Linked DNA regions of Mus musculus: regions 1, 2, 4, 5, 6 and 7 are each linked to region 3. Evidence: chromatin contacts called from public promoter capture Hi-C data. All regions are on one chromosome and are shown on one strand. The core of a region is the stretch at or near the end of the contact, and the rest is flanking DNA. Distances in the headings are between cores, read along the strand shown.

Region 1 (3,031 bases), core at 117-2,616, 1.9 Mb after region 3:
GTACAAAGTACTTTTAACTAACGACGAGCCATCTCTTGAGGCTCCCCAGTTTTTGAAACCTGCATTCAAGGAGGTTGATATGCAGCCTCGCACAGATCTAGAACCTTCACTTTCCTTTTCCTTTGCAGCACGCAGAAACAAGCCCATGTTTTGGGGATGGATGGGGAGTTTGTTTGTTTGTTTTGTTGTTGTTGTTGTTGTTTGGTTTTTAGTCTCTGACCATGGGCATTTTGTGCTATCAACATCTAACATGACAGGATTTTATTAACTTCCAAAACTTGAGGGTTTTATCTTTCCCAGACTATAAGTCTAGAAATATACCAAGGCAACCATAGGGCAAGTTTAACAACCAGCTCTCAGGAGGAAAGGGTTATGTGAGTGTGAGGTTGTAAACACATATTAGCTCTTCTTCCTGCTCCCTGTTGAACTGCCGAGGGTCCAGAGAGATTCTTTTTTTTGTTTGTTTGTTTGGTTTGTTTTTGTTTGTTTTTGAGACAGGGTTTCACTGTATAGCCCTGGCTGTCCTGGAACTCACATTTGTAGACCAGGCTGGCCTCGAACTGAGAAATCCGCCTGCCTCTGCCTCTCAAGTGCTGGGATTAAAGGCATGGGCCACCACCGCAGGGCCAGAGTGCTATTGGGTCCTTTGCTTGTTTGGTTGGTTTGTTGGTTGGCTGACTTTGGCTTTTTGAGACAGAGTTTCTCTGTGTAACTTTGGTTGTCCCAGAACTCATTTTATAGACAAAGCTGGCCTCAAAATCACAGAGATCTACCTGCCTTTGACTCCTAAGTGCTAAGTGCTGGGATCAAAGGCATGCACCACCACTGCCCAGGTCTGATACTGGGTCTTTGATATTTGTATTTTCACAGAACCCTAAGACCTTTGTGATTCTCTGAGTCCCTCTCCTCTGGCAGCGTGTGATCCTTTGAATTAATTTGATAATCTTTTTGTCTGGGTGTTTACGTGAATCCTTCACTATATCCTCTATCAGAGTTCAAAATGTTTACCTGATTTTCAGTGAACCATTTTTGGCAAATTAATTGAATCCCAGAGAGAATACTAGGGATCCCAATTTGTAGATGAAGTATAGGAGTGTAGGTCATTTTTAAGCTCTACCTGCCTTTAGCTCCGGGAAGTGACCGCACAACCAGCCCAGTACCAGCTTCCCTTGAATCCGCAGATAAAACACACACACAGTACTTCCTTTTCAACTTGCCTTCTTGGCACAATTACTAAACTCCCCAGACCAACAGCCTGTAGGAGTGGTCTGTGTAGCCACTCCACTTTGAGATCTCACGTGGTTGCCCGATTCTCTTCTTTCCAAAGCTTGTTGAACTTTGTTCTCCTCCCTTATGACTGGTCTGTCTTCTGGGACCGGAAATCCCACCTCTCTTTTCCGCCCAGCAATTGGCCCATGGATTTCCTTACTGACAGATCAAGAACCAATTGGAACTTGGGAGGCAGAGGCAGGAGGATTTCTGAGGCCAGCCTGGTTTACAAAGTGAGTTCCAGGACAGCCAGAGCTATACAGAGAAACCCTGTCTCGAAACAAACAAGCAAACAAACAAACAACAACAAAAATGAACCAATTGGAGACCAGGCCCTTAGCATCGGCCCCGCCCCCTACACAACAAGTTGGTGTTTGTGTTACAGAGTATGTGGATTGACAAGATGATGAGTCTTGGGTGCTTTGGTTCTGGGCTTCTTTTCTTTTTAAGGGCTTTCTGAGGACATATTGGCAGACATCATTTTTTTTTTCCTTCAAGGCATGGTTTTTCTGTGATCCTGGATGTCTTAGAACTCTGTAGACCAGGATGGACCAGGCGGGTTTTGAACGCAGAGATCATCTCGTCTATCTCTGCCTCCTGGGTGCTGGAATTAAAGGCAAGCACCACCACACCCAGGTAAGGACATCATCCCTTTTAGAGGGAATGAAATGTTTTTGGATTCTACTAGCTCTTCTGGGCCCTAACTGCTGAGGCACAGTAACACCTGTCACTCAGAGAATATATTTCTCCTTTTATCCCCAATAAACCAATTAAGAACACTGAGGTTGGCATCTGTAACACATTCCTGAATAGATTTGCACTTCCTCTCTCCAGTTCTGGTTAGTCTCTAACAAGAACTCCTCTTACTCAACAGCAGGTACACTATGATGTGGACCAAGATGCCTTGCTTCATGGGAAAGTTTTTTGTTGTCCCTACCACAGATTCCAACTACACAACCCTTCCACTCTTCACCAGAGTACCGGCAGCTACTTCTGTGACCATGCACTTCTCAGAAAGTATGAAATCTGTGTTCACCATCCACTTCATTGGGTCTCTGACAGCCAGTGGCAGGGAAGGAGATACGCAGCTCCGTCTTGACTCAGGTGAGGGCCTAGGTGGCGCCACAAAAAAAAAAAAAAAAAAAAAAAAAAAAAAAAAAGCCATCAGGTCTTCCTTAATGACTAATGAGCCATTCTCCAACAGGGAATATTTACTTTTTGGTTTTCGTGTTTTTGTTTTTTTATGTGTGTAACTGCCTGTGTTCTGTGTGCTTGCCTGGTGCCTGTAGCATCCAGAGGAAGATCCTCTGGACCTGGAATTACAGTAGGTGGTGGGAACTAGTATATGGATTTTGGGAATCAAACCTAGATCCTCTGGAAGAGCAGCAAACTCTCTTAACTGCAGAGCCACCTCTACATTTTATGGTACTGAGGCAGTCCTGGTACTGGGGCTCTAAGCCTGCCAGACAAGTTCTCAACTAGTGAACCATGACCTCTAGCCCTTTTGATTTTGAAAGGAAAAAAAAAAAAAAAAAAAAAGAGGGCTCTCTAAATTATTCAGATTGACCTTGAAACTTAAGATCATTTTGCCTCAGCCCTATAAGTAGCTGGGATTACAGGGCTGTGCCACCAGGCCTGACAAGTTTTGAGTGTTTATTAACTTGGTTTTAAATGTAGTTTATTGATAAGCACCCATACTTAATGCATTGATTTCTATGTAGTTTTAAATATACCTTATTGATAATACATAATGACTGTTTCC
Region 2 (3,112 bases), core at 27-2,526, 1.5 Mb after region 3:
TCCAAGCACTGTGGAAACTGAGGCGGGGGGGGGGGGGGGCATTTCTCCTGTGTTCCAGGACAGCCTGAGCTGTATAGACAGACAGCTCCTGACTCAAAAAAATGGCAGTAGGATCTATTTCATGGTGTTGTTGGAATAATGTGGCTCTATGATACTAACTGATTAAAATGGAGACTGATCTACAAGAAGCACTAAATAAGTACTTATTATTATCATTATTAGCTGCAAAGCATCTACGGTGAGATGTGAGATTGCTTGGCGAGTTAATAAGCGATTACTTGGAATGACTTTTCTCCTCTACCGGATCACTTGGCTGCTGGATGGCTTTGAACATATTCATCTGCTATTGGAACCTCAACCACTGCAGCATGCCCGGGTTTGCATAGACACTGGCGCTTGGCAAGCTGGAGCCAGGAAGCTTAAGAAGCTATGCTAGCTCATCAAAGAGCATGAGACATTGGGAAAAGCCATTTAAAGTCAATTGGGCTGTTTACATGCAAAGAAACTTAGCAAGAAGACAGACTCCAGAGACCTTCCTTGCTCTGACCTCAGTTTCCCCATCTACAAGAGAAGGCTCCCATCGCACTGTCTCTCTCTGAATTCCTTGCCTGCAAAGGAGGTCCTTGATTCTGCCAGGACAGTCTTAACAGCCAGCCCTGGGCATGTGTCTGCAAGGCCAACTTCTGCAAGGCCAGGCGGCACTTGGCATGGGCCAGAGTTTTGCAGGGTTCTTCACACAAACCTTCCATCTAGGGCACATCTCCATGACCTCTGCAGCTTCCTAATACCCAACAGTTCCCATAGCTCCCTGATGACACTGTCTGCAGCCACTGAAGACATCTTCAATGAAGACCTCAGTCCTCACAAATATGCCTCCTTCCAGCAGGTGCCCTGTCTGTCTGCATCACTAACTTACCCAGAGTTTTCAGAAAGAACGTTCTTTGCTTCCCTATTGATATGGATATTATTTTGCACTTTAGGGGAGAACAAGTGTGTGTGTGTGTGTGTGTGTGTGTGTGTGTGTGTGTGTCTCTGTGTGTGTGTGTGTGTGTGTGTGTCTGTGTGTCTGTGTGTCTGTGTGTGTGTGTGTGTGTGTGTCTGTGTGTGTCTGTGTGTCTGTGTGTCTGTGTGTCTGTGTGTGTGTGTGTGTGTGGTTTGTCTGTGTTAAAACTTGGCATTTTTCCAAAGCAAAACCTTGCTTTAGGGTTAGGAAGACATTGCCATCTAGTGGCTGCATGCAGAAGTAACCAGACTGCAGCCAAAGAGTCCCTAAAGCTTGAATCCAACTCACTGACTTTCCCAATGTCAAGAGAGGGTTTTGGACTGTCGAGACTGGAACACACAGACCTACTGATCTCCCCGCCCCCAGCAGGGGAACCCCATCCCCTGGCCTAAAATGCTCCTTGGACTGAGGCTGGCAGGACCAGAATTGTTTCCATCCCTTGTGCCCCCTCCTGCTTTTTATCAGCATTGCGGGAGGCAGAAGAGAAAGATCAGCCATCTCTCCTGGCAACCGGCTAAAGGCTTTTCTGAGATAAGGAGGAGGCAGATAAGGAACCGGAGGGAGAGAGAAATCATTGATGGGGGAAGTGAAATGTCTTTCTTGTGTTCCCAGTCCAAGGATGGTGGCTCATGCTTTAACTCTAAAGCAAATAATGGAAGACACTTTCAGTTTGTGAAGCTTTTTTTTTTCTCTAAAATATCGATTTTGTCTCCCCCCCACCAGCCTAACTCATTGTACAAAATAATGGGTGTCATTAAGATGTTTTCAAACATGTATTAATGTGCTTTGGTCATTCACCTCCTGTGTTACCCTTCTCCTCTCTCCTAACCCCAGTCTTTCTCCCAATGGTAAGGATTAGGGATCTCAAAGAAGTAACTTCAGAAAGGAAAACCCATCACTTATGCAAAGTGTGACAATCCATTCTTGTGTAAATGGAGCCAGGAATCACAGACCTCCTTAGTTCCAACGCTTGTATTTGCATATAGCTTTGCAGTTCACTACACGCATTAATGTACTTAACATTCTTTAATCTTTACAAATACCCCCATGGACGGAATTATTAGTCATGAGCGACGAGGAAATAGAGCTTGGGAGACATTGAGCAATTTTCCTGAAGTCACACAGCTATCAATGGCAGCACTGGCTTCTCTTGCTGTCCGGACAACGTGCCAAGTGCTTCTGAGGAAACTATGGCTTCTCCCATAACTATGGCTTCTGGGGAGCAGCTAGAGAGTCTGTCACCCCGAGTTATCCCTGCCTGTCACCTACAGCCCCCCAGTCTCCCTGCAACCACTCCTACAGCTGTTTGCCTGACTGCCCAGCATGTTAGAAAACCCTATGACCCTGGCCATCATTTACAATTGGCTTAGAGACAACGCTCACATTTTTTGAGAGAGCAGCACAGCAGGGCACAGCATCACCCTTGCTTGGCGGTGATGGGGCCACCAGCCTGGATCTGTTGTACCGTTGGGAGAGCTTTCTGTGGACTTGTTCTGTCACCCCCTACCAGATAGTGCTTTGGTAAATGTCCTGATATCGATTCTCATATTCTCGTTCTAGTGTTTATAAATACCAGCTGTCCTCCTGATGCCCCACCCTCTGAACATCATGACCTGAAACCTGTACTCTCATGCTCTACTCTTCTGCATCCACCCTCCCTCTGTGAAGAAACAATTCAGCGTCTAAGTACCATCTCTAGGCTGATGATTCCCAAATGGAGACCCACAGCCCACCTCTCCCCCTATACACCACGCTCACAACGGCTTCTCCTGAGCATCTGCAACGTGACAGTTGGCATGTCCACACCCAAACTCATGACTGACCAACTGGTTCACAAGTTTTCCCATCCCAGTAAATGGTAATTCTACCCTCTTCCTCCCATACTCCAAATCACTACACTGGATTCATCCCTGAGTTCTTCCATCCCACCCAAGGCCAGCCTCTGAGAAGCTTGCCTGCCTCCGTAGCAAATTTAGAATATGCTTCTTCCCAGCTACCCTCCTGCAGACGATTCCAATAGCCTCTGACCTGGTCTCCCGTATGGCAGCTAGAGCCATATTTGGAAGATGTAACTCAGAGCAAAACACACCCTTGCTCAGACCTTGCAAG
Region 3 (3,069 bases), core at 194-2,693:
TGAAGTAGATACAGTACCCAGCAAAGAGGGCAAGTGCCAGGGGAAATGGCTGCTTTGGCTGTCATCATTGCCCCATCTGGATGTCAGCTTTCCCTAGTAGCTGGCAAACAGTAGTTAGTACCTCATTCTGGAAGCTCACAGCCTGCAGCCACTTTGAATCAAGACATGGAAAGGCTACACCTAAAGACTTATACAATATTTCAAAGCCAGAAAGCCTGGGATGGCTCAGTTGAGTTGTTATGCTTTCAATTTCTCAAGTGCATTGGTTACTGGTGTGTCACTGTGACAGGAACTAGATGGAAACAACTTAGAGGAGGAAGATTTATTCTGGTTCATGGTTTCAGAAGTTGTAGTCCAACATGGCAGAGCAGGGTGGCAATAATGTACAGCCAAGACTTCTTACACAGCAGCAGACAAGACACCATGCAATCAGGCCAGAACCAGAAGCAGCATAACCCCCAAAGGCCTGCCACTAGAGACCTTCACTAGCAAGGTCCCAGATCCTAAGGGTTCTAACATTCAGCAGTCCCACAAAGCTAGGGTCCAAGTGACCACAGGATGAACCTGCAAAACAGATTTCAGACTCAACCCATAGCAAGGTTGTAGTTAAGCCTTTGACCCAGCGACTGCCACTTTCAGACTCTCTGAAGACTGGAGGGTCTGCCTCTGAGGAAGGTGTTGGCAGGTCTTGCTGCATGACCCTCAACACTCAGTTTTAAGGGAAAGAATGCAGACAGAAGAGACCGTGCCGGAGGTGCACAGAGCTAAGATAGTCAATATCTTCACACGCCTTCTTCCTTTCTAACCCCTTTCCTAATCAGCTGCCCTTCAAACCAGACCTCTTCTTGGACCACAGGAAAGTTACTAAGAACCCTAAGTGACTTAGCTTGACTGTCTGGATAAGGCTAGTTACAAAGGCTCCTATCTCTCCACAAACAGAGAAGAAACTATATGCCTTGAAGCGTTGTTTTTTGTTTTTTGTTTTTTTTGTTTTGTTTTGTTTTTAGGGAGTACTGCAGGCATGTGAGCGTGTGTGTGTGTGTGTGTGTGTGTGTGTGTGTGAATTCCAAGAATTCAAATAGGCAAAGCTTCATTTAAATCCAGATGGTGAGTAGGCCGATCTCTTCTGGGCATCTAAGTTGCCAAGGTGTCTGCCAAGTCTGCAGGTGCATTCACCAGATCAGCCAGCCTACCCAGAGGGGCAAAGGCAAAACCAGTTTCCCTGACCTAGGATGTCCAGCCAGTTGTTCCCTGGAAATCATTCTATATCCGAGTTCTCTCAGTATCTCAGCCCTCTGGTCTTTGAGCTTAGTCATACAGGAGGAAGACTTCCTGGTTCTTTGCACGCCGTTCCCGCCAGCCACGGTGAAGAACTACAACTCCCAGCATGTCCTGCGAGGGGTCACGAGGCACGCTCCGCTTGCTCCGGCTGTCACGTGACTCCAGAAAGATGGCGGCCTTGACAGCAGAGCATTTCGTGGCGCTCCAGAGCCTACTGAAGGTATCTTGAAGGGGTGGGGACGCGTGCGGCCACCGTCTTAGGGTCTGGGACTTGGTGCAAAGCAAGAATTGGGAATAAACCGGCCCTGACTTGGAGCATTGTCCCACTCCCACCCTACCCGCCGCGCGTCAGTGCTTCTTTGTGTGACCCTGAGAAAATCGTTCAGCCTTTCTGAGCTTTTAAACAGGAGCAACAAAATTAATCACGCCCAGATATTAAGGTGGAAGTAAAAATCAGATAGTCGATGTAAATACACCCAAGAATTAGTGACCACGAGTGGTTTTATAGATTGGAGCACTTGGGTGACAGTCACCAGTTCCCATTTCATCCCAGTCTTTACGCCTCTCTCAGGGAAATTCTCTCCTTCTTGTCACCCTAGTACTTCTAGGGACGTCATAAAGTTTGAGTTACTCCTTAGAAGGGTGGCTTTGCATTCCCTCTTAGGACTTATTACTAGTGTGCACACACCATGGATGTCTTTGTGTTCTCTTCTGAGGAACATGATTTCTGTTTCTTCTTGTTTTCCTTTCTTCTCTCTTATCCAGTTGAAGATCAGAAATGATCCTCGTGACACTGTCATTATAAGTCACACATATAATGCCCTTTCCGTTATCCATCTTCCTAGTGTGCATTTGCTCAGTCCACTCCTGAGCACTTTGACTTCATTGTTCACAAGCCTATGCCAACAAGAACAAGACCTGGCACCCAGTATGTGCCGAAGAAATAGCTATGAAGGGCTTTAGTATAGTGGAGCTGTGACTAGGATCCAAGAGTTCTCCTTAGCAGCTTTTTCTCTTCCTTGTGGTTGATTTAAGCCATTCCTTTTCCATGCTTGCTTGTCTTGGGACATTTTCTTTTCCTTGGTAAGTTTTGGAAAATAACATATAGCATACTGAAATCATTAGTAATTCCCTTAATGACTACACACTCATGTAGCCAACACCAGACCACAGACTGAGACACCAGTACCCCCAGTGCCTCCCTGGTTACTTACTTCACTTGCCTTCCCAACAGTGCATAGCTTCGGACACCATGTACTATTACTCAGTCTCTGAACTCCACAGAAATGGAACACTTCTTCATATCAGTGTTCACATCTGGCTTCCAGTCATGATTGTAGCAATAGCTCATTTTCACTGCTCTATTGTTTAAATACACTTTATTAAAAGCTAACTATAATATCTCCTGTAGTTGTGGGAAATAATGCAGAGAGATTTTTGTCCCATGTTCCTTAATGGTGACTTCCTGGATATCTACAGAACAATATCACAGTTGGGGTATTTACATTGATCCAGTAAAGCTCCAAGGCATAGCTATCTATGTAAGACCCCTGGGTTGACATCTTACAGCCAAGCTCACTTGCAGTTGGCCTCCAGAATTCCTTGACACTTCAACATTCTTGTATCATTAGTTTTCATTTCAAGAACGTTTGTAAATCTTGGTGTAGATGATGTTTGTGGATTGGCTTTCCTCACTAAGCCTAATTCTCAAGCTGTAGATCGAAACCCCTTTGTGGTTGCATATCAGTTTTCCTGAATAGCAGATATTTACATCACGATATAAACTAT
Region 4 (2,945 bases), core at 212-2,711, 1.1 Mb after region 3:
AGTAAAAGCCTGGTTTGTCTGGTTTCTTGCTCCCTTAAGTTTTTCTGTCTGGTTTCTTGCTCCCTTAAGATTTTCTGTTTAGCAACAAGTACTTAAAAATAGTTGGTGTTCATTTAAATTTTCAAGTTTCCTTGCTAACCCAGTGGGGAATGGCTTCCAAAGGCATGAGAAGAAAAGGAAAAATGATAAATTGGTCACTGGGTAAATGACCCAAGAAATGGATCATTATACTTGATCTCATTAAATCTGACCTTTTACAGAGATAGATGTATCAACCCTCAGGCCTCAGGCCAAGCAGGGTTCAAGGCTGGACTCTCCTTTGAAAAATGGTGCCCAGAGATATCCATCACAGAATTATTTGTCTACTGCTAGGGTCTGGATTCACTACACTATTCAACAGCCAGCCATTTTATGGAATATCATATAATCATTAAAATAAAACTAGCCAAGAAATGTTGAAATGTGGGAAAGCCTGATACTATAAAATTGAGGGTCTGAGGTCAAGGAAGCTTGTGAGTGACATATATTAAATTGTTCCTCACACAAGTTCTCATTAAACTCTCACTTCAGGTCAGAGTGAGGGATAGGAGAAGGCTAGGACGAAGCTCTGATCTATGGCACACCACTGAACCCTAAGGTCTTCTTACTGGTAAAAAAAAGTCAGGATGAGAAACACCTGGGAATATTAATAATGCACAGAACTGCCAGCTCTCTCTCTGATCATCTACATTTTGGAAATGTTTCTAGCGCCTTTCAAATAACACTGTTGTTTTCTTCTAAAGCTTCCCGGGGGAACGTTTAAAAGGCAGCTGCTGTGGGTTCACATTGCCTCACCTTTCCTCTCAATGCTGTAAGTGAAGAGCAGCCTCTGTGCCTCACATGGGTCACAAGCTCAGCTTTCCCCTGTAAGCTGAGACTCTGACCTCTGACCTCTGACCAGGAGTCTGGGGGCGGACTGGGTGCTGTGTTTGGGCTGGTTGTTGAAACTCTTTTAGTCTGATAAACTAGCACTTAAGTGTTTCCCTTTTCCAAACCCCCAAATGACAAGTGTCTTTGTGGCGAGGTGATGGTTCAACTGTCACTGCCAACAGGAACAGTCCTGGGGACACTTATTTTTAGTTTATGGTCTAAGCAAAATGCCAGACTGTGGTGTATTCAGGGACCTCAGGAGCCCAACACTCCTGACTCTAAGTATGGACCTTCCACAGGATAGGTGAGACTAGCAGAGACATCTTTGGATGACTGCCTGCTTTTCTCCAGAACACAGATATGGGTCTCTAACATTGTGTGAGAGGACTGCAGACCTCCTTTTATGCAGCTTCATGTTGTTACGCATGTGCTTTACAGAGGTGTGTTGAGTCCATTTGGATCTATGTGGGTCCTAGCAGCCTCAGGGAATAAATTGTAACCATAGGGCAGATGATGTACACAGCAACTGGGGCAGACTCTGTTACCAGGGCCTGTTCAGTATCTGTTCCTCTTTAGCTGGCAGAACCTGTATAGTTCATTAGCAGTTGCTCTTCTGCCTGCCATTAATGGGCTACCAAGCAAACACATTACCTTTTGCTGCTCAGATCATTGGCATCACAGCAGCTAATGCTTCCCAGGGATGCAATCAAGAATGACTTGACCCGTAGACCCTTAGTTAACGGGTTTCACCTACCAAGGTTTCCTTATTCATATCCTATACAAAACCAGGGGCTACAGCTTTTTATTTGATTATATGAGCTTTACCCTTTAGTTTTTCCAATGCATATACTTTACGATGTGTCTAATTTTTAAATTTATTTACAAAAATTCAACAAAGCTTTACTTAGTATCAAAGTACCCAAGTATGATGGCTTGATTGAGAATGTTCACCCATAGACCCATATTTTTGAAAGCTTGGTCCCCAATCAGTGGAATCATTTGGGAAGGATTAGGAAGTGTTAGGAAGTGTGGCCTTGTTGGAGGCTGGGGTGGGCTATAAGTTTTCAAAACACATGCCAGGCCCAGTCTCTCTCTCTCTCTCTCTCTCTCTCTCTCTCTCTCTCTCTCTCTCTCTCTCTCTCTCCTTCCCTCCCTCCCCACTGCCTATGGATCAGAATGTAAAGCTCTGAGTTACTGTTCCAGCCCATGCCGGCCTGCTTCCTGCCATGATCATAGGCTAACATTCTAAAATTGTAAGCATGTAAACAACTCTCAAATTAAAAATGCATTCTTTTTTAAGGGTTGCCTTGGTCCTGGTGTCTTCACAGCCATACAACAAAACCTGAGGTACGACCTAAAAATGAATCAACATATTTCACTCTGTAATTCAACAGATGCCTTCTCTAGATGGACAGCTCTCCTCTTCCCCAGACATGTTCAGCTAAGGGGAAATGGAGTTTTCCTTCTGAAACAGGAACTGTGGCATAGTGGGTTGGATGGATCCTTGGTGATTTTTTTCCTTCTCTTTTTCATGAATACAAACTATTTACCAACTAGAAGTATCTAAGCAGCACCAGCCTTAGAGGCACACCCCAGAAGAAGATTCAAATGGTGGTCCACTGCTTCAAGACCCTGGTGCTCCTAGATCTGATCATCCCGAAGTTTCCTATGAACTAGACTCTGTCAGTGTCCCCTCAGAGACTCACAACCCCTAACAGAAGAGCCCCAAACTCCATGCAAAAAGCAACATTCTCGGTAGGGCTAAATTTTGCCAAAGGCAGCACTGTAAGAGCTAGCTGCATACAATACAACATGGCTCCTTATAAGAGTCACACAGAAAGTTAAATGCAAAGAGGATGGATGGTGACTACTGTCCCCACTGCCACTGCCACTGGTTCTTCATAAAATGCTAGGCCTGACTCTTCACCAGACTCAGATTGTGTGGCCCAAGCAAGGTATGGCATTAGGAAATAGTGATGTTGGGAAGGTTACTCACCCATGAGGGCTTGTCTGAGTGAGTGGGATTAGTGAACATG
Region 5 (3,023 bases), core at 469-2,968, 1.2 Mb after region 3:
CTGACCCCAAAAGCTTTAAGACAATGAATGTGTACTTTAAGTGGATAGTGGGTAGTGATAATAAAACTACTCAGTTTGCCTTGGGATTCAGCACCATCTTCCTACAAATGATGCCGACAGACAAGGTGTTCAAGGTATCTACCCGGAGGTAGAGGATAAGTCCAGGTAAAATGCCAAGACTTAGCAGATGAAAACTATCCATGTGAATTTCTAAAGGCAGAAGCAGCTGACTCTAAGAAAAATCTTGGAAACTACTCATTTTTTGTGTCTAAGAACACACACTCTTTCCTTTTTAAACAGAGTTTAGGAAATTCACACTCTCAAAAAGACCTCACAAGCAAGGATAGGCCATTTCACAGGTATTTTTCCCAATCTAAGCTTTCATATTCCTCGATGTTTTGAGGCAGGGAGTCTCAAAAGTGTGCTCCATTAAACTCACAACAGTATAAGGTGCAGATTCCTGAGTCAGAGTTTCTGCTAAGTGTAGGCAAGTTCAGTTTTAACAAATGAGGACCAGGCAGAGAAAATATTATATACTATACAGTTAAAGACAATATCCAGGAAGTATTTATTAAACATTACTCCAAAAATGACTTAGGTAAATTGTCCCTATTAGCCCCTCTTTAGAAATCTCAGCACACGGATTTTATTGTTTTTCTTTTTCTTTTTTTTTGTTTTGTTTTGTGGCCTCAGACAGCTCAGAAAGTGTGGGCTAGGCCTACTGTACCAGGTGGTGGTAAGAATGATTACTTAAATGTCTAATGGTTTCTAAAACTGTTTTCTGTGCCCCCATCCTAACCCCCAGCCCATATTCATACACGTAAGGAAGAATAATGCCAGGTCTGCCATTTTATATGCTGTATGTTAAATAACGGAAGGACAGTGGGTATATCTCCGAGTTCAATATCACTGCTTAAGAACAATTTTATGTAATAGGCTGTATGAATTTCATGCCACATATTTTACTTGAAACATTCTAGCAATGTCTGTGATTCTGTATTTTCTAAGTTAAGTCTTGTATGCTGCATACATTAAGTGCAGTAAGATTTAAAGTTTTCCAATAGGGACAGGTCCTTTGAATGAATCAGTATGGGTAATAGTGGCTTTGAATGTATGGGCAGCTATATTACATTAGAGAGGAATGGTAAAATTAAAGAAATTTGACATGTGATTGATAAGGGTCTAAAATAGAGGGATTTAAAACAGACCCTCCCTAGGTGACATCGAAATTTCTCAAATTCTAAAGCAAGGTCACAGAGAAGCCATGTAGCCCTGAAGGCAGGCCAAGGACGGAACCATGCTCTCCCAAGTCTGAAGACAGTTCTTTTGCCGCATGCCATAGGCTAAGTCAGCAGGCCCGTTTCTGGGGGAGGTTGAAAGGAACAGGAAGAGTCCGCACTTAACCTCACAAACCGTGTCCCCAATCAAGAAAGCCCCTGACCCAGGCCCCATTGCTCAGCTAAAGAGAGAAGTGGAGCGAGCGCAAGCCACTCACCCTGCAGCAGCTGAGTACTGTGAAACCACCTCCAACTTGCTCCACGGTCGACAGGCCAAGCAGCAGCACCCTGAGCCAGTCCCAGGCTTCGACGGCTGCTAAATCCCAGAAGGTACCGAAGCAGCGGCTGGTTACAGTGAAGCCTCCAGGAGGCCGCCATCTTCCCGGCTTTCTCCGGGAAAGCTCGCAAGTCAACTAGATTGGCGGCCTCAAGGCCCGTCCAGGCCCCGCCTTGCATGGGCTGGCCCCGCCCACAGCGCACGCTCCCCGCCTTGGACTGGAGGACTAGTCCTTCTAACACCGCCTCCAACCTTCACGGGCACGCCCACCGGCCGGTTTGCGCCGCCGCAGATTCTCCAAAGGGACGAGGTCCCCCTCAGACTCCGCCTCTCACTCTTGCTCCGCCCCCAGGCTGCCCGCTCTGTCGCCTAATAGCGTTCTGCCGGCCGCTCAGACTTGGAACGAGCGCGGGACAGATAACGGAGCAGAGTCAGAACCATGTCTGGCTGTCAAGCTCAAGGAGACTGTTGCTCGCGGCCGTGTGGCGCGCAGGTAAGGACGGCGGTCTACAGCAGGCGAGGTGGGGTCACGGGCCGCGGGGTGGGGCTTCGGCCAGGAGCTCTAGGCGGCTAATTCCTAACCCAGTCCGCGAAAGTCAGAGGCCCCTCTGTGCTAGTAGGACTGCTCTACCGGAATTGTCAGGCACCCCAAAGGGCACTCTTTTGGGCAGTTGTCCTTGCCTATCTTACTTGACGTTATGAGGTGGGAGCTCTTGGAAATGATTCTTCTTTAAGGAAAATGGGCCCTGGGGCAACATGGGTTTTCTTTCAGTTAAACAGGACGCAGGCTTATGAAATGCCTTCTAGTGCTAAGAAAATGGTGAACTAGCGAACTAGAAGAATAAACAGCTTCGATACTAACTGATAAGCCCTGCAGAAGACTCAGGGGAAGTCCACAAAATTATATCTTTACTAACCTTTCGTCTAGCCAAGGGGTCTCAATTTAAAATAAAACAGGAAATATTTAATGCAGAGCATCTGAACTATTATTGTCTTGGAATAAGTGGCTTTTCACAAATTCTTTATAAACCTTGAAATTAGGCACGACTGAAAGGGAGATTTTGCATATAGGACACAGGTCCCTGGTGGCCATCCCTATATATGGAGAACGAGGAAAGTAGAAGCAATGTATCAGAATCAAGGTGCATTGATAGCAGACATGTTTGTCATCCCTTATTAGTAAATCTTGGTGACGGTCATCATAGAAATACAGATTTTTTTTTCATACTAAGTGTTGTGCCAGATCAGCAAAATAACCTGTGATTCAAGAGCTGTGATTGAATTTATCAAGACAGAAAATAGCCACATACAAAAAAGAAGCTGAAGATGTTTTTCAAGTATAGAAGGAGAAGTGGGTGGTTTCAGATGGTGATTTGTCAAAGACTTTTGAATACCTAGCATTTTAGATTGGCCCATATTTTGAGGAAACCACAAAGAAAACTCTAGGACCACCATATACCTCAACTAGA
Region 6 (3,051 bases), core at 133-2,632, 1.9 Mb after region 3:
ATAGACTTTACACTGGGATCTACCCAAGTCCAAAGCAACTCAGTTTGTAAGCTTTATGTTGCCAGCCACATAAACACCTACAAAAAATGAATGGGTACCTAATGTTAACGAGTCCAGCTTAATTGTTAAAAGTCTTATCTTGTCAGGCAGTGGTGGCCCACGCCTTTAATCCCAGCACTTGGGAGGCAGAAGCAGGCGGATTTCTGAGTTAGAGGCCAGACTGGTCTACAGAGTGAGTTCCAGGACAGCCAGGGCTATACAGAGAAACCCTGTCTTGGGGGGGGGGGGGGGGGGGAGTCTTATTTTTTGTTATAATAGGAGAGTCTTAGAATTAACAGGTAAGGCCCCTGAGTACAAGCTTTAATTCTAAAAAGTACTTTTAAAAGTAGATGAAATACAACTACACACAAAACTAATGTAAAATTAATGGCCAGAGTGAGGGATCTGATAACGATCTAAAATTACTGGTTCCAAGAAACGTTTAATACATAAGGAAAGCATTATTGGAAAGAGAAAATAAGATGAATCGTATTGGGTTTTGTTGTTGTTGTTGTTTGCTTTGTTTTGTTTTTTCAAACAGTCTCACTATGCAGACCAGACTGGCCTCGAGCTCCAAAAAATACTCCAGGCTCCACCTTCCAAGCGCTGGAATTAACGGTATACGCCACCACAACCTGATCGACAAGTCATTTTCATTCGGCTGTATCCATTCTTGTACACACAGCACCGGGTACTAAGCATCACGAGGTGCACTGTCAAATGTCCTGACTGAGACAGCTAAATAGTGCAAATAAACTGGCATACTGCAGTATTTAAGAGCAGAATATCTGGGACTAAACCGCGTTAGTTCAAAGCCTACCACTGCTACGAGGAGCCGAGTTTCTCAGAAAATAGTTTTGACACCAACCCATTCTCTCAAAGAGAGAGAAGAAGCCCGAGTGTGGGAAGGAGCCACACTCCCGGAAAGCGCTCGAGAAGCCAGCCCCGCATGTCAGAGTATCCCGGACCAGGAACGTCTGTCTGTAGGGCAGTCCAGGCGAAGAGTCCGAAGATACAGGCACCAGCCGGTACAGAAGCTTCCGTACTCGAGCCAGCCCTACCGGCCAGTGAAAGACCCAAACGCACATCTCAACATCCGACCCAGTCCCTTGCAAAGAGTACCTGCGCCCTGCTCCGGCCGACACCAGGCAGCTGCACAACGGAAGCACGTGAAGACACCGAGTTGCTACCCAGGCTGACCAATCTGCTGGAGAAAATTCTACACAGCTGAGCTACGCCGGGGCCGCCGCTGCACGTGAATCCGCTTAAGTGGCAGACAGCACGTGGGCAAGTGCTCAGAAGGGAGGGGACCACTACAGCTATGGGACCTTCCATGGCTTCGACGCTTAGTGATGACGTAAGAACACGCCGCGGATCTCCGCTACGCTTGCGCACTAACTCCCGGCCGCCATTTCGCCATTTGCTGCGGGTAACCTGGCTATGACAGGCGGAAGTAATCGTTTAGATATCCGGGTGTCTCGCATTTGCCGTTGCCACTGGTACAGGAACTCGTCCACTGTTGCTATGTTGAAAAAAACCTCTATAGCAGGGTTGTACAAGGCAATAGCTGTTGCTAGCGTAGGTGTTGTTTTATCGACCTCCCTACTTTTATATGAAACTAGCCCAGTAATTGTTTAATTCATCTTACTTGAACCTCCATCCGGCAGCAGTCTGAGAATGTCTGTAGACTTTGTACCAACGATCGTGGCCGCGGTACTCTGCAGGCTTTTCTTACTCATGCCAAGTGTACTAAAAGCCCAACATTGGGTCTCAAAGCTCATCCAACCACATCCACAAGGATACCCGTAAGTATGTCTGCTTTCCTTTTAGCATGAGCCACGTGAAATCGGTTTATCCTATATTTTTGGGCACAAGTTCTGTTATCTAAAACGAATTCCTTCCCCAAATTTACGCACCAACTTCAATATCAATCTAAATTTCAATGGACTTTAAAGACTTCATGATGCCTAGCCATATTGTTTTAAGTCACCAATACAGCCCTAGACTTAATACTAAGGTTCTAAATGCACTTAAGAAAATAAAACTACCAGTACTTTGTTATAATGGGCAGACAAGTCCTATAAGGTGGTGGTGACACAAGCAAAACACAAAACTTAGAAATAATGACCCTTGTGAGTACTCGACTTTTTTTTTTTTAAAGGAACCAATATAGGAAGAGGACAAAAATGGGCAAATAAGGCTAGTCGATTCTGCTTAAGTAGCCCAGATATGGTATTTCCGTTGTAATGAAAACAAAAAACTGGAATTTTGGGAACAGAGATGATGGCTATGATTACCTTAGTCACTGCAAAATCTGAAACCACCAGGTCAGGATGCAAACGGGGGCAACTGCCATAAGATAGTCAAGATTTAGAATGATAAAGTAGTAGGGCAGGGGAAGGGTAGCCAGTGCTAGATGGCTGAGCTGTCTATGCTGTGGAAGCATGTGATTTTACTGAAGAATATAAAGACAACAAAGACAGCTTCCAACTTACTGCCAACTGCCCCTATCAAGTAGTTGGACTGAAAATAGTTGATGTAGAATATTCTCAGTGTAGAATATCAAATGTGCTTGAGAAGATGGGTATGGGAATGGAACTGCACACCTGCAGGTTTAGAGGGTTTTGGAGACAATTCTCTTCCTCCACCTTTGTCCCAGGAGTCAAAACTCTGGTCTGGGTTGACTTCAAGTGATGATAGCTGCAGAGCCATTTCACTGGCCATTTAATATTCAAGCACTTTAGTGTGACTTTTGAATTTGAGGGGCTTGGGACTTAGGTATTTATAGACAAAGTAACTATAAAGAATTAATATTCAGAACAGCTAGGCTGGATTTGGCCACCTGGATTAAGTAAAACCAGAGATGAAACCATCCTTGAAGGCACAAGATACTCCGTGGTGACAGGGAATCTGAAATCCTTTCACCACTTCCAACTTACACCTCAATTTCTGCTGAAGAATGATGCACTTTCTGGATTACATTTGCCCATAAACTTTTGTTCTAAACACTGC
Region 7 (3,154 bases), core at 278-2,777, 1.1 Mb after region 3:
TCATCTTCTCAGAAATTCTGTGCTTTCTGCGGAGTAAGACCAAGAGTCCAGGGACGTCACTTAACAATGGGAAGCACAGCCTGATTCTGTTTTGCCTCTCTCATGTCACTTCTGCACTATGAGGGTGACATTTTCACTCTATCTAGATTATTTTATTCTTTTATCTCAGAATCAGCCAGTTATTATTATAATTTCTCTGTAACTGTTCATTCACAACAATGCCACAATGTTAAAAGATCCTCAACAGATCCCAAATTCTTCAATACAAAGAACAGGGGGCTAGAGGAGTGCCAGGTTGAAAGCATGCACTAGTCTTGTAGAGGATCAATGCTTGATTCCCAGCATCTGCATCAGGCACCTCGAAGCTGCCTGAAGCCCTCTTCTCGAGTGCAGGAGCATGTTCGAGTGCACACAAACGCGCACGCGCACATGCACACGTGTACAAGCCCATATATAAAACACACCAAACCCCCAACAAGGAAGACTATTTTGGAATGACATTTAATCAATGAATACATAATGAAGACCCACGGAAAATGATCTAAGTTGGATTCAAAACAATATTCAAACTCTTAACCCTTTTAAGGAATTATTAAAATGAATTCCACACTCAAGTTTTCTAACCACGCAGACCTAAGGAAAGGAAGAAACATATAATAGCTGAGTGGGGAAAACAAGCTGGTAACGATACAAGCAAGGTGGCGCTTAGAGCATCTCAGGCAACATCAACATGGACAACCACAGCAGCCAGAGGCTCTGGGCTTAGATAATTGGGAAACTGCATGAGAGGAGCAACTTTCTGGGAGCTAGATGTTTTAAAAATGAAGAGAAGACTGCAAATTCAGGCACAAAGCAGTATCTACAAAGTAAAGGAGAAAGCACCAAAATCAACTAGATCCAGTTATTTTACTAGGAAACTGCAAACCTCTATTAATTACTTAAAGTGTGGATGGATAAAGATAAAGAGAAGAGAGCCAGAATTCACTTTGACCAGGCCCTGGGTAACTGTGAAGCAGCAGTATAGGTGATGCGGGCTTCTGCTGACCACCCCTCATCTCCAGTGCTGGCTGGCCCTTCTCCGAGGACAAGGGATCAAACAGTGTGGACTGTACAGATGCTCTTCATTCTGCTACAATTACTTTGGGAACTCTTTTGATTCTCAGTTTCCTTACCTGTAAAGCAACTAAACTAAATAATACAATATTTTAGCAACAAAAGTATACACATTTTAAGCCAAGAGACACTTAAAAGCCACAATTATTTTGGTTTGGCCACTTACTTTAAGAGTAACAGCTGCTGCTCTGATGATAAAGTCATTTACTGAGACTTTAATGTCATCTGAAAGAAGAATAAGTTATTAATTAATTATTAATATTAAAACCAGTATTTGTAATACTTTAACACTGGCCCTTGTGATATCAAACTGGTAGAGTATGGAAAAGTCTGGCACACAGTGATGAAAAACAAGTCTGTTTGCTTTGTGAAACACATTTCCTTGCTTAGCAAAACATGGATTGCATGAAGTGCTACACACGGGGCTAAGGGAGAGCACACCGTTTACTTGTAGGGTGGAGTACAGTCTACAGGTAACCTGTGCTTACCATGCTCAGGCCTTGCATTCAGTTTTCAGGATTCGTCCATCAGAACGTTCACTTCTAAGCCCTGATTAGCATTTTGTGAAGGCATTCAGCAAGCGTGCACATGAGCTGGGAGAGCACAGCACCACTATGACTGAATAGAAGTCCCAACTACCATGGCTCTAAAGGGCAAACAGTCTCTGTACTCGTGTGCCGGTCAGTCTTCTTCATTTTCAAATGGCTCTGTTCTGTGCACATTTTATAATACATTGATAATATTAGAAGAGTAGAGTATGTAAATATATCAAATAGATGATTGTGTTTGTAAAGAGTGCTTAAATTTCCCCTTTATCTAACAGAGTGTATGACAAAAAGAATTTAAGACAAGCACCTTTAAATATAAAACAGGGTCACTAAATGGGAGCTCCTTTTTAGCTCAGTGCCACAGCAGCCGTATGCCAGCCTCTGGCAGCACTCAAGTCCATCACCTTACCTAAAAGCCTGTTCTCTTCGTACTGCAGCCTGAAGACGGCCCCTGCCCTTCCTCACTTTCTTCCTTTCCACACTTACATTCACTGGCTTTCTTGGTTGCCCAGACTCATCCAGTTTTCTTCTCCTGTCTACTCATTTACTGTTGGCCCCCTCTCTCCATGTCCCTGCAACCCAGACGGGAACTTGAAGACTGGTGATTCTGATGCCATCTAGAAGACGGTTACCATACCTCCAAAATTGTATTTCTAACCTTACATACTCAGAGCTTCGGGACCATACATTCAGCTGCATACATAAGATGCTCTCTACCTCCAAAGCAAGACCTCTCAAATCTAATGTATGCAAAGGTCACTTCATCTCAAGTACTTTTTAAATAAAAATCCCTTACTATGGGAAATTTCAAGTCCTAGTAGTAGTAATTAACACATACATAATTAAAAACTGAATATGGTAATGTACACCTGGAGAGCAGGGATAGGATGATCATGAGTTTCTGTGGGCTACACAGACAGAACTTACCAGAACATCCAACCAATCAGCTAACCAGCCAACTAAACAATCAACTAAACCCCAAGTATCAATTAAAATCCCAGACATAAAGAGTTTCACTCTTAAACTCTATCAACATTAAAGAGAGAACCCTATTGTACTAAACATTCTATAGCATATAGGAGTAAGACACATTTCCTAACTAACTCTTCTACTAGAACTGAAGACAAACACCGGGAACACGAATGAACTCAAAGAAAGATAGCAGAAGGGGAGTATCTCTTATGGGTACCCATGCAATTATACATAGTTCAGACCTGCCTGGGACTTGGAATCCTCTGTCTCAACCTCCTGAGTCCACTAACACTCAGCCAATATGAAGACTCTTAATGAAATGTTAATAAAACCAAACTACATGAAAAAGCTTTGTATGAGGATTATCAGGTTGATTGAACAATTGATATCCAACTAATGTAATTTGTCATTTTAACCAAGATGAAAACAAACAAGTTTGTGAAAAAATTCAGCATCTACTCATGCTTAAAATTCTCAGAATCAGAGAATGGGAGTTTCCTCAACCTGAAAAAGATCTATAA

The links. Promoter capture Hi-C pulls out the DNA fragments that hold promoters and counts their contacts.
Region 1: a promoter capture Hi-C map of pre-B cells shows a contact between it and region 3, with 3 times the contacts expected there. The contact joins the promoter of 4930547E08Rik here to the promoter of Commd9 in region 3. A contact is called at or near these places in 3 of 39 promoter capture datasets (liver, neutrophils and pre-B cells).
Region 2: a contact with region 3 is called in a promoter capture Hi-C map of hippocampal neurons, with 6 times the contacts expected there. The contact joins the enhancer-like site here to the promoter of Commd9 in region 3. A contact is called at or near these places in 11 of 39 promoter capture datasets (the 3T3-L1 cell line, 3T3-L1-derived adipocytes, the HPC-7 cell line and 7 more) and 1 of 9 other capture datasets (macrophages).
Region 4: a promoter capture Hi-C map of the HPC-7 cell line shows a contact between it and region 3, with 5 times the contacts expected there. The contact joins the enhancer-like site here to the promoter of Commd9 in region 3. A contact is called at or near these places in 7 of 39 promoter capture datasets (the 3T3-L1 cell line, the HPC-7 cell line, embryonic stem cells and 3 more), 2 of 484 Hi-C or Micro-C datasets (B cells and the HPC-7 cell line) and 1 of 9 other capture datasets (macrophages).
Region 5: a promoter capture Hi-C map of pre-B cells shows a contact between it and region 3, with 6 times the contacts expected there. The contact joins the promoter of Pdhx here to the promoter of Commd9 in region 3. A contact is called at or near these places in 6 of 39 promoter capture datasets (the 3T3-L1 cell line, the C10 cell line, the HPC-7 cell line and 4 more), 5 of 484 Hi-C or Micro-C datasets (CD4 T cells, adipose-derived mesenchymal stem cells, cerebellar granule neurons and 2 more), 3 of 115 datasets of contacts at active chromatin or transcription factors (astrocytes, fibro-adipogenic progenitors and large pre-B cells) and 4 of 9 other capture datasets (adipose tissue, embryonic stem cells, liver and 1 more).
Region 6: a promoter capture Hi-C map of pre-B cells shows a contact between it and region 3, with 5 times the contacts expected there. The contact joins the promoter of Nat10 here to the promoter of Commd9 in region 3. A contact is called at or near these places in 1 of 39 promoter capture datasets (pre-B cells) and 1 of 9 other capture datasets (liver).
Region 7: a promoter capture Hi-C map of neutrophils shows a contact between it and region 3, with 5 times the contacts expected there. The contact joins the enhancer-like site here to the promoter of Commd9 in region 3. A contact is called at or near these places in 8 of 39 promoter capture datasets (the 3T3-L1 cell line, 3T3-L1-derived adipocytes, the C10 cell line and 4 more), 1 of 484 Hi-C or Micro-C datasets (ventricular fibroblasts), 1 of 115 datasets of contacts at active chromatin or transcription factors (astrocytes) and 1 of 9 other capture datasets (macrophages).

What each region holds. Positions count from the first base shown.
Region 1 is chr2:103,809,256-103,812,286 of GRCm38.p6, forward strand. It overlaps 4930547E08Rik (RIKEN cDNA 4930547E08 gene), which reads right to left and starts at 1,367. Exons shown (of 4, transcript NR_040514.1): 1 at 1,218-1,367.
Region 2 is chr2:103,346,270-103,349,381 of GRCm38.p6, forward strand. The region is part of intron 1 of A930006I01Rik (RIKEN cDNA A930006I01 gene); the gene reads right to left. Among named protein-coding and RNA genes, the nearest start is that of A930006I01Rik, 25 kb to the right of the region's middle. Within about 2 kb of position 1,277, at least 34 of the 459 cell types and tissues checked have an H3K27ac peak or open chromatin away from gene starts, as enhancers often do.
Region 3 is chr2:101,884,819-101,887,887 of GRCm38.p6, forward strand. It overlaps Commd9 (COMM domain containing 9), which reads left to right and starts at 1,444. Exons shown (of 6, transcript NM_029635.3): 1 at 1,444-1,501. The coding sequence starts at 1,451.
Region 4 is chr2:102,971,855-102,974,799 of GRCm38.p6, forward strand. No RefSeq gene overlaps it. Among named protein-coding and RNA genes, the nearest start is that of Gm34483, 32 kb to the left of the region's middle. Within about 2 kb of position 1,462, at least 50 of the 459 cell types and tissues checked have an H3K27ac peak or open chromatin away from gene starts, as enhancers often do. A contact at or near this core is called in B cells and the HPC-7 cell line, where this site is marked.
Region 5 is chr2:103,071,795-103,074,817 of GRCm38.p6, forward strand. It overlaps Pdhx (pyruvate dehydrogenase complex, component X), which reads right to left and starts at 1,719. Exons shown (of 11, transcript NM_175094.5): 1 at 1,496-1,719. The coding sequence starts at 1,655. Apip (APAF1 interacting protein) reads left to right here and starts at 1,881. Exons shown (of 7, transcript NM_019735.4): 1 at 1,881-2,047. The coding sequence starts at 1,994.
Region 6 is chr2:103,759,888-103,762,938 of GRCm38.p6, forward strand. Nat10 (N-acetyltransferase 10) reads right to left here and starts at 1,383. Exons shown (of 29, transcript NM_153126.3): 1 at 1,162-1,383.
Region 7 is chr2:103,028,999-103,032,152 of GRCm38.p6, forward strand. Pdhx (pyruvate dehydrogenase complex, component X) reads right to left here. Exons shown (of 11, transcript NM_175094.5): 8 at 1,280-1,338. Among named protein-coding and RNA genes, the nearest start is that of Pdhx, 43 kb to the right of the region's middle. Within about 2 kb of position 1,528, at least 1 of the 459 cell types and tissues checked has an H3K27ac peak or open chromatin away from gene starts, as enhancers often do.